3 separate regions of the Macaca mulatta genome follow, and all the other regions are linked to region 2. The links are chromatin contacts, called in public Hi-C maps. All regions are on one chromosome and are shown on one strand. The core of a region is the stretch at or near the end of the contact, and the rest is flanking DNA. Distances in the headings are between cores, read along the strand shown. Region 1 holds the start of TGOLN2 (trans-golgi network protein 2). Region 2 holds the start of SH2D6 (SH2 domain containing 6). Region 3 holds the start of MAT2A (methionine adenosyltransferase 2A).

Region 1 (3,423 bases), core at 46-2,545, 95 kb after region 2:
TCAGCCTTCTGAGTAGCTGGGATTAGATGCACAGGCCACCATGCCCGGCTAATTTTTTGTATTTTTGGTAGACACAGGGTTTCATCATGTTGCCCTGGCTGGTGCCCATTTTTTAATTATATTTTTTTCCTTGAGTTTCTTATATATTCTAGTTATTAATCCCTTGTCGGATGGATAGCTTGCGAATAGTTCTCCCATTATGTAGGTTGTTTCTTCACTGTTTCCTTTGCTGTGCAGAAGCTTTTTAACTTGATGTAATTTCATTTAAGACCTATCATTTCTTAAATCACTGTCTCCTAAGCACCAAGCCTGGCAATCGTTCATAAAGTGATTTCAAACATTTAATGTATAAACATAACAGTAACTGTAAACGGTGGGATACAAAACCATTTACCTGATTATCCCAATATGCGGAGAAAATAAATCTGCATAGAAAAGAGAAATACACTAATTAAGAAGGGAAAGTGTCCTTTTTTTTTTTTTTTTTACAAAACTAAATGGAAACATAATAAACTAATGTAAGCGGTAACCTGTGGAGGAGTAGGAAGACTCTTCTAAGAAAGGTCTATTTACTTTAAAATCTGGTTATCATTTCTGAAACATTATACCGTACTATCTATTCAAAAAACATTAAATGTTTAGAGGGCAGACAATACACTAAAACATTAATAGTGATTATCCCGGAAGGGTGGCAGTCAGGTTTTGTTTTCTGCTTCTGTACTTTTACGACCAGAAAAAGGCTGCACTTTTTGGAAAACATGTTTGGCGACCTCGGAGAACACAGTCTCTGTGGAGGCGGGAAGGAGGAGGGCCGGGATGCGAAGGCAACGCTTTGTAGGTGATCGGATGGATTTGTTCCCACATGGGAGAGACCAGAGCACCGCATGTTTGTATACTACCAAGAGGGAAACACGAAAAAAGCAGAGCATAGAAACGCAAGCACAGGATGGTGGTGGCCAAGAGGCGCCTGCCCCTAGCGACCTCACTTCCGCGGCCAGTGCGAGAGGCCAGGGAGCTCCAGCTCTGCCTGTAACGTCTCGGAAGTACGCAGCGGAGAGGACGAAAAACGGAGGGCCAGTCTGTTGCGGCTGTGGTAGAGACGAGAAACCAGGAAGAAAAGGCTCACCTTCCACTCAGCGACCGTAACCACCGCAGCTGAAGGCGAGCGTAGACATCAGCAGCAGCGGCCCCCGCAAATCTCGCCCTTTGTCTTGGCGGAAGCCGGAGACGGAAAGACGCGCGCAGCAGGGGCGGGACTGGAGAGGGGCCCCGCGCGCGGATCTCGCGAGAGCGTTAGAGGGCGGAAGCGCTATTCGAGCAGGATGAGGTTCGTGGTTGCGTTAGTCCTCCTGAGCGTCGCAGCGGCTGGTAAGACCCTCTATCCAGCATCCCACTCTTGCCCCCAGATCCCCCATTCTCACCTGGGCAGGTAACTTCTAGGCTCGCTTCTTCCCTGCCCGACCCACCTCTCCGCTCGCCATCATCTCCCGCCCCACCCCCCAATCCCTGTTTCCCCGCTGCTCCCAATATCTTCCAGCTCTGAGGAGTTCCTTCTTCCGGCCTGCCCTTCTCTGGTGCTAAGTCGTTTTTCTATTTTAGGAGCCGCGCCGCTCTCGGACACCGCAAGTGTCAAGAAAGAAGAAGCTGGAGTTCGGCCTTCTACAGAAAACGTCTCTACTTACCCCACCTTGAGCCAACGGCCTGGAGGCTCTACCAAGTCGGATCCGGAGCCGCACACTTCAGTAGACAGCCCTAGCAGGTCGGATCCAGAGCCGCAGACTTCAAAAGACAGCCCTCGCAAGTCGGGTGCGGAGGCGCAGACCCCAGAAGACAACCCCAACAAGTCGGGTGCGGAGGCAAAGACCCAAAAAGACAGCTCTAGCAAGTCAGGTTCGGAGGCTCAGATCACAAAAGACAGCTCCAGCAAGTCGGGTGCGGAGGCAAAGACCCAAAAAGACAGCCCTAGCAAGTCGGGTTCGGAGGCGCAGACCACGAAAGACAGCACTAGCAAATCGGGTGCGGAGGCGCCGACCACAAAAGACGTCCCTAATAAGTCGGGTGCCGACGGCTCTAGCAAGTCGGGTGCGGAGGATCAGATCCCAAAAGACGTCCCTAACAAGTCAGGTGCGGAGAAGCAGACTCCCAAAGACGCCGCTAACAAGTCCGGTGCAGAGGAGCAGGGCCCAATAGACGGGTCTAGCAAGTCAGATGCGGAGGAGCAGACCCCAAAAGACGGCCCTGGCAAGGTGGTTCCAGAGCAGCCTTCCAGGAAAGACCATTCCAAGCCCGTCTCCAACCCTTCTGATAACAAGGAGCTCCCCAAGGCTGACACAAACCAGTTAGCTGACAAAGGGAAGCTTTCTCCTCATGCTTTCAAAACCGAATCTGGGGAGGACACTGACCTCATTTCTTCCCCGCAGGAGGAAGGTAAGTCTTCAGAGCCTACTGAGGATGTGGAGCCCAAAGAGGCTGAAGATGATGATACAGGACCCGAGGAGGGCTCACCGCCCAAAGAAGAGAAAGAAAAGATGTCCGGTTCTGCCTCCAATGAAAACCGTGAAGGGACACTTTTGGATTCCAGGGGTAGCGAGAAGGATGACCATTATAGGGAGAGTTCTGGAAATGCCAGCGCGGAGAGCAGCCACTTCTTTGCATATCTGGTGACTGCAGCCATTCTTGTGGCAGTCCTCTATATCGCTCATCACAACAAGCGGAAGGTAGGTCTAGAGCGGCCTTCGGGAGGGGAGTGGGGTTTCCAGCACCCTGGAAGCTTGGGTTTGGGTGGGTATCCTATCACTGGATGCCCGTGAGCACTGGGGACTTTAAAACAAACTTCAGTTTTTTTCCTCGGGCCCCATTAGGCCTTTTTACTCTTGTTTTGTGAATCGTGTTTTCATCCTGTCATCTATTTACTTTGAGTGTCCTCTGCTACTGCATTAGGAGCCAAGTTAGGCCATTATTAGGATCTGACCTGACGTGGAATCTCCTCCCATAACTTTGCACTTGGGCCCTTCACAGCCTCAGAGGACCTGAGTACTTGACAGTTAAAGCACGTACCTTCCATCCTATTTCCATTCTTGAGACGACATATCATTTCTAGTTTCCTTTCCCAACATTCTCTCTTCCATCAGTGGCACAAAGAATAGTTTCAATTACTGCATCTTCAATACCAGCAACAAGGAGCCCAGGGACTTCTGCAATTAATAATAATTAGAAGAAAGCCCAGAAATTGCACAGACACGTACACCTGTGACTTTTTCAGCAGGGTTTGGTCTGTTTATTAGCAACCACTCTAATGACAAAATGATTGCATTTCATATTGAGCCCCCAAAATTTAGAAGCTAGTTTCTGTAACCTGCTTAAAATTGGAGAGTCCATTTCTGGCCATGAGGCCTGTGGCTAGAAAGAATAGAGGGGAAGACC
Region 2 (3,455 bases), core at 46-2,545:
CTGTCTCCAAGTTTCTATGGTACCTATCTCTCGTCTCTAGGGGCAGAAGAGCTACTCAACAAAAGGCTGATTGTTGTAACAGAAACACTCAGAAAACCGAACCTTTGAGAACTTCCCAAGCAGAAATGGGCATGCTTAGAGACCACTCGACCAGTTAATATGAACCCCACATCTGCTATCAAGAGAGTCTGGGCAATCTACTTTGAATATCCCTTCTGGAGCTGTTTCTAGGTTGTTTAGAGATTAAATGAAGTATTTCTAGGAAGTAGGTCGCCTAGACCTAATCACACAAGAATGACATCTCACCGACACACAAGGTCATGGCTAAACCTTCATTGACTAAGTATTTTCCTCCTTCCTTGATGATCCAGGATGTAGCAGTATATGCCGAGATCAGGAAGTGTAAAAGCTGAAAATGGAGTTGGAGACAGAAAGTCCAATGAGTTGCTGGCCACTGTGGTGTCACTGCTCCCGATACAGGTGTAACCTGAGTCTCCCACTTGGGAGCCAGAAATCAGCTGAGAAGAGGCCTCTGGAAAGAGGCCGCCCTGGCCCAGGAGGGTGGATGAAGTAGGGCCTCAGCACAGCTCATCCCACCGAGCAGGCCGGACCCTGAGTTCCTGGCTTGCACTGAAGGGTCTGGGTAAGTCCCTTCTGTAGCGCCTCAGAAGCTCCTTGGGCAACCTGGGAAGTTAGGACAAGAGTTCTGACTTTTGACCCTGAGGTGTGAGGAGAGTGCTTTGAGAGAGAGCATGGTGAATGCGAGTGACCTGGTTATTACCTCCGGGCAGCCTCCTAACCTCACCTTGACTCTGCCATGCAAAATTGATGCCTGGGCGCAGGGCGCCGACGATGGTCAGATACCGCGGCCTGAACACCCTGGAACCTACATCCCTGACTTGGAGGACCCAGGCCTTCCGGGGGCTTCTCCATGAGTCCTGCAGGCCACACAGGGACCCTAACGGACCTAGTTCAGTCTCAGGGTCTGGGCTGCTCCTACCTCCAGGAATGGGAGTTTGCTCTAGGCGATGGAGGAAGGGTTCAGGAGGCCACTCTGCGTCCCTACTAGCTTGTGGGCCCAACCCCCTACCCACCATCTTCTTCTCCCACGGCCCCAACCTCGTAGGGAGGACATGGCGGGGCTCAGGTTCGCAGAGAAGGAGGGCTCGGACCAGCGACTCCAGAGCAGAGCGGCGCGTGCAGGGGTGGGGAGCTGGGTTTGTGAGAAGAGAAGGCCATCTCCTCCCCAGCAGGAGAGCCTCCACCCAGCCACCGGAACCCCACCCTGCCTGGTACAATCTTTGCGTCCGGATCAGCACCCAAGGCCCCGCCCCACGTCCCGCTGCCTGCCGGGATTTGTAGTTTGTAGGGGTACGGCCAGAACGCGCGGGCGCGCGCGCGTGTGTGTGTGTGTGTGTGTGTGTGTGTGTGTGTATGTGCGCGCGTACGTGTGTGTGTGTCTGTGTGTGTGTGTGTGTGTGTGCGCGCGTACGTGTGTGTGTGTCTGTGTGTGTGTGTGTGTGTGTGTGTGTCTGTGTGTGTCCGGGTGGGGGGGGGTCTGTTGTGTTCCCGTCGCGCGCGAGCGTGTGTGTGTGTGACTGTGTGTGTCCGGGGGGGGTTTGTTGTGCTCCCCGTCGCGCGCGAGCGTGTGTGTGTGACCGTGTGTGTGAGAGACTGTGTGTGTGTGTGTGTCCGGTCTGTTGTGGTTCTCCAGTCCCCGAAGGCCTTCCGGGGACTCAGCAAAGGCACCGCAGGCCGCAACTTCCGAGACCCCGCCCCGCGGCCCACTGTCTGCTGGGATTTTGTAGTTCGTAGGGTTCTAGGGCCCTGGCCGGGCGTGCCCCTCTCCTGAGTCCTCGTTTTTCTCGTGAGCCCTGGATCTGGACAGTGGGCCCGGCGCAAGGCCCGCGACTCCGGCTGGGCTCCCAGTGGCACTTTCTGCCGATCCTGAGATGTACCCGCCACGCCTGCGGGACTAACCTCTAGGTGGGCAAACTGAGGCACAAAGAGGGGCGCGCTCTGGCCTGAGTCGGCCCTCTTGTGAGAATTTGGACTGAGAGACCCAGCCCAGGCCTGGCAGGCAAGGCTGGGCCAGGCGAGGTCCTGGGCCCTTTCGATGTAAGAGTGTGCAATCAGTAGTGTTTCACAATAATGAACAGGCTTGCCCAGGACTGGCTGTGCATATTAGCACTGGTTACCACAGGCTTGACGGATCAAATTTTTATTTGGCACCGCTACAGAGGGGAGCCCAGGGAGGGAGGAAGTCTCTTGTGACCAGGAAAACCTATGGTCTACCCTGGCCTTCAACTCTCCTTTAATGATAAAAATAAACCGAGTTTGGGAGGGGGTGAGGAGGGTGTTTTGTGAACTGTAAAGTCCATAGTATGAGTGAGGTGTTACTATCATCAGGATCAGACCTCAAAGCACTGGAGAAAAGGTCTGGGCCTTCAAGAGCCTCGCCTTAAAAGGGAGGGTATGGCCGGGCGCAGTAGCATTTTGGGAGGCCGAGACGGGCAGACCACCTGACATCAGGGGTTCAAGACCAGCCATGTCGAAACCCCATCTCTACTAAAAATACAAAAACTATCCGGGAGTGGTGGCACATGCCTATAATCCCAGCTACTTGGGAGGCTGAGGCAGGAGAATCGCTTGAACCCAGGAGGCAGAGGTTGCAGTGAGCTGAGATTGTGTGATTTTGTCACTACCCTCCAGCCTGGGTTACACAGTGAGACTCTGTCTCAAAAAAAAAAAAAAAAAAAAAGGAAAAGGGAAGGTACACTTACTATAGTTATGTAAGAAATCCCCTTTGGGAGAAGCTGGGTGATCGGATTTCCCTAGACCTTTTTAATTTTTTTAAGTGGGGTGCAGATGGGTCAGGAAACTCAAAGGTTACAGAGCCCTTTCACTTTTTGTTTGCTTGTTGACAATTTTATTGAGATATAATATACCATATAATTCACCCATTTAAAGTGTACAATTCAGTGTTTTAGTATGTTCAGAGTTGTGTAACCATTATCATAAATCTAATTTTGGAACACTTCATCATCCCCAAAATAAACCTGTACCCATTAGCAGTCCCTTCCCCAGCCCCCTCCATCCTCTTCAGCCCTAGGCAACCACTAATCTACTTTCTATAGATTTGGCTTTTGTGAACATTTCATATAAATGGAACCATATGATATGTGGTCTTTTGTAACTGGCTTCTTTCACTTAGCAATATGTTTTCAAAATTCATCTAGGTTGCAGCATCTACCAGTACTCAGTACTGTTTCTGCAACTTTTTGTAAGTCTATAATTATTTTGAAATATATTTTTTTTAAGCAAGGTATCTAGAGCAAGAGCTGAGACCAGACGAGGTGGCTCAGGCCTATAATCGCAGCACTTTGGGAGACTGAGGTCTCCTGAGGTCTCCTGGATCACTTGAGGTCAGGAGTTTAAGACCAGCCTGGCCAACA
Region 3 (3,161 bases), core at 590-3,089, 120 kb before region 2:
TCCCTGTAAAATCTTTGGAGGTTTTAAAGAAACATGCTTAATACATCTTAATTCATTGTATATACACTTTACCCCTAAAATTGAAAGTTTGCATTATAAATCTAACCAACCACCAGAAAAGTGAACTGTTAGTCTTATCTCCTTTAAAGAACAGAATTTGCCCTATATCATATTCACTTCCAAAACTGTACCAAACCCCTGTGCACCTGGGGTTCTAGTAGAACTGAGGCCACAGGCCAGTTTCCCTAATCTTAAGGAGCACCAATTATAATGAGCAACAAGAGAATTCAATTAAACAATTAAAGAAAAGGCATTTTGTGACTAAAATGGCAATTATCTGATTTTGTTATTAGGAGGCAGGAAACAAGAGCTCAACAGTGTAGAAAATCCTCAAACGTATTTTCTACAATTCTAGAAAATGCTCAAACGTATCCATGTCCAACTTCTCCCTGCTTTATCATCTACTGTTTAGGAGGAAGAAAAAAAAAAATCCCCCAATTCAAGTTCGTTTTTCTCAATTTTCTATAACCACCCAAAACAGAATCCAAACATAATGTGGAAGCCAGACTGCAGGCTTAAGACTTCAGTCTACTACTAACTGGGGTAACAGCTAACCTTCAGCACTCATCTAGATCCTGGGTTTGTCCTCTCAGATCACTAAGTTACTTAACGGGATTTCATCATGGGCACAGTAAACTGACCAGACCCTAAAGCCACCAGATAGCTACTGCGGTCATTCTAAGGGCAGAAACAGCCTAATTTAGTAGCCAAATAAACATCTTTACTAGCCGATGTGCTCAGGCTTAGATTTTCAGTTCCTGGAAATAGCGTTACTCCTCCTTCACGTGCCAATTGATCCCCATAATGGCGGTTAAGCGGACAAAGTCTGAAGTAAAACCCTGCCTAACGGCAGCACCGAAGAATTTAAAAGGGAACCCAAAGCAATGGCAGCTCCTAATTCATACTTCCCATCCTTTTCACAAGGGGTCCAAATAAGGACTGCCTTCTTCCACATGCGCTATATTTAGTCAGAGGCCATCACCTTGAAGGCAAGGCCATATCCGCCGAAGGGCATGTGCGTATTCTCCAGTGTGTGGTCAAGACCTAACCACTGAGGCAGTGGAGCCAGACGACGTCGCGAGGCATGGGCCCCCCACCCCTCAAACCGAGGGCCAGGAGGGCCGGGGAGGCCCACGGCTCCCCCTCGCCCAGATACCACATGCGGCAAACACGTGGTCGCCGCTGCAATGCGGGGCGCGCGCTCCCGCGGGCCGGACGCGAGCACGCGGGGCGGCTCGGGTCGCCCACTCCACGTTTGTCAGACGGCATGACCTGGAGGGGTTAACAGTGCCCTCCCTTCCCGGCTAGAACACGTTAGCGACCACAGCCCCCGCCCTTCTCGTTTTCTGGAACCTTCCGCATGCCGAGGCGCGCGACCGAATGGAAGGGGAGGAGTGGGAAGGGGAAAAGAGGAAAGGGAGGGGGAAGAGGAGCGGCGGCCACGCGCCAGGCCCTGGCGGCGCCAGGAGAAAAGCGCGCGGTCGCCGCTCTTCCCACCACCGGGCGGACGAGGACAACCCGCGCGGGACCCGCCGCCGGCCGGACATCGGCGCTGCCTTCCGCCCCGCCCCACGCTTCGCTTCAGGTCGTCCCCTCACCTGGGTGGCCTTCCCCCACCGACTCTGAGGTGAAGAGGAACGTGCCCTCCTCGATGAACGCCTCATGGAAGCCGTTGAGCTGTCCGTTCATGTTGGTGTCGGTGAGTGGAAGTGGCGTTGCGAAGGAGCAGCGGCGAGGCGGCAGCGGCTGCGAAATGCGCAAGCTGCGGACAGCGTCCTACTCGGAGCAGGCGGGCGGCGCGGAGCGAACGAAGCGGCGGGCGGCGCGGCCCGGTATTTATAGAGCACCGCCCGCGCGCGCCCGGCTCGGGCCCCGCCTCTCGGCGCCGCGCGCCAATGCACCACTTGCGCGGGGGTCGGGGGAGGAAGGGCAGCGCGCCCCGCGGAGCCCGGGCTGAACCACACTGCGCGGCCGCGGGAGGGACCGACGCAACCCGGCCCTCCAGAGACCGTTTAGTTATATTGAGCCGCTAGAGCTAGGGGAAAAATGCAGACGCGAGGAGACGGGGGGTTTTGCTCTTCCTTGTTTGATGTGGGAGAAAAAGCGACTGGGGCTTGCCGGACCCGCTCCCCTGTGCTGTGACATGGCACCTCCCTTCCGACCGTTGGCCGGGATAGCTTTCCCGGAGGTCGCGTCCCCCAGCGGAGGCGGCGGGAATCGCGGAGGTTTTGTGCTTCGGCTGGGGTCTTTCTGGCCGCCCCGCCTCTAGATGCCGGGTGGCAGGGAGCCGGTGGCGGTCGGCCATGTGAAGGTGGCCATCTTGGCTGGCCAGCGAGGGCTCCTCACGGTCTTCCTTCGGCGTCCCCGCCCGGCTTGCTGCCGGCCCCGGGAAATCTGAGGAGCGCCGGCCCACCTTCTAGTCATTTCCTGGTGAATGGCTCTGCTGAAGATGGCCAGAAAGCAGATTAATGAGGGTGCTGCCATCGATTTAAACAATCGCCCTCCTCCTCGCTCCCCTGCGCTCAACTTTCTGAGGGACCCTCGCCCCTCGCCCTTCGTGGACTTAAAGTGGAGGCAGCGCTCCAGCCTTTCTCCCCAGAGAGAAAGGAGGCCGCTCCCAAGGCCGTCCTTGCCCCGTGGCCTAACTGTGCCTTTGAAGGGGGAAAAAAAATCGATGTTTCAATCCTCTGTTCAGGAGAATATGGAACGAACATTTCTTTTTTGGTGGGTGGGGGCTATTAGTTCCCTTGAATGTGCTTAAGTACAACTCTCGACGGCGTGGAATGGGCTGTTTCATTAAGCTTTCACTTTAAAATGTCCACCTGCGTTTGTCCCAGTTTTGCCCAATAAAGGAATTATAGACAGGGAAAAAGAGCGAAACAAAAATTGAGCCAGCAAGGAGTAGGGAGTCCCGTTTGGAGGGAGCCCGCCTTGGGGGCGGGGGTCTCCGCAGCTTGTTCTGGGGCTGGGCCTCAGTGCAAGTCTGGTCAGGGGCTGGTGGCCCGGTGGCCAGGTGGCCCTGGGCGCAGCGCGTGACAAGAACGCCGGGTTTAATGAGGTTCTCAGAGAACGGCCTGCGCCTAGCATGGGATGCACTTTAC

What was found. Hi-C and Micro-C count contacts between places; a contact is called where the count stands out from the background.
Region 1: a Hi-C map of blood shows a contact between it and region 2, with 3 times the contacts expected there. The contact joins the promoter of TGOLN2 here to the promoter of SH2D6 in region 2. A contact is called at or near these places in 2 of 14 Hi-C or Micro-C datasets (blood and liver).
Region 3: a Hi-C map of blood shows a contact between it and region 2, with 6 times the contacts expected there. The contact joins the promoter of MAT2A here to the promoter of SH2D6 in region 2. A contact is called at or near these places in 11 of 14 Hi-C or Micro-C datasets (CD4 T cells, blood, cortical neurons and 6 more) and 1 of 4 datasets of contacts at active chromatin or transcription factors (excitatory neurons).

What each region holds. Positions count from the first base shown.
Region 1 is chr13:39,072,233-39,075,655 of T2T-MMU8v2.0, forward strand. It overlaps TGOLN2 (trans-golgi network protein 2), which reads left to right and starts at 1,296. Exons shown (of 4, transcript XM_002799323.4): 1 at 1,296-1,368; 2 at 1,600-2,717. The coding sequence starts at 1,323. It overlaps ELMOD3 (ELMO domain containing 3), which reads right to left and starts at 1,230. Exons shown (of 12, transcript XM_077959121.1): 1 at 1,127-1,230; 2 at 395-425.
Region 2 is chr13:38,977,564-38,981,018 of T2T-MMU8v2.0, forward strand. SH2D6 (SH2 domain containing 6) reads right to left here and starts at 1,296. Exons shown (of 18, transcript XM_077959143.1): 1 at 1,120-1,296; 2 at 307-409. It also overlaps a transcript of CAPG not described here.
Region 3 is chr13:38,856,971-38,860,131 of T2T-MMU8v2.0, forward strand. It overlaps MAT2A (methionine adenosyltransferase 2A), which reads right to left and starts at 1,840. Exons shown (of 9, transcript NM_001195289.1): 1 at 1,659-1,840. The coding sequence starts at 1,749.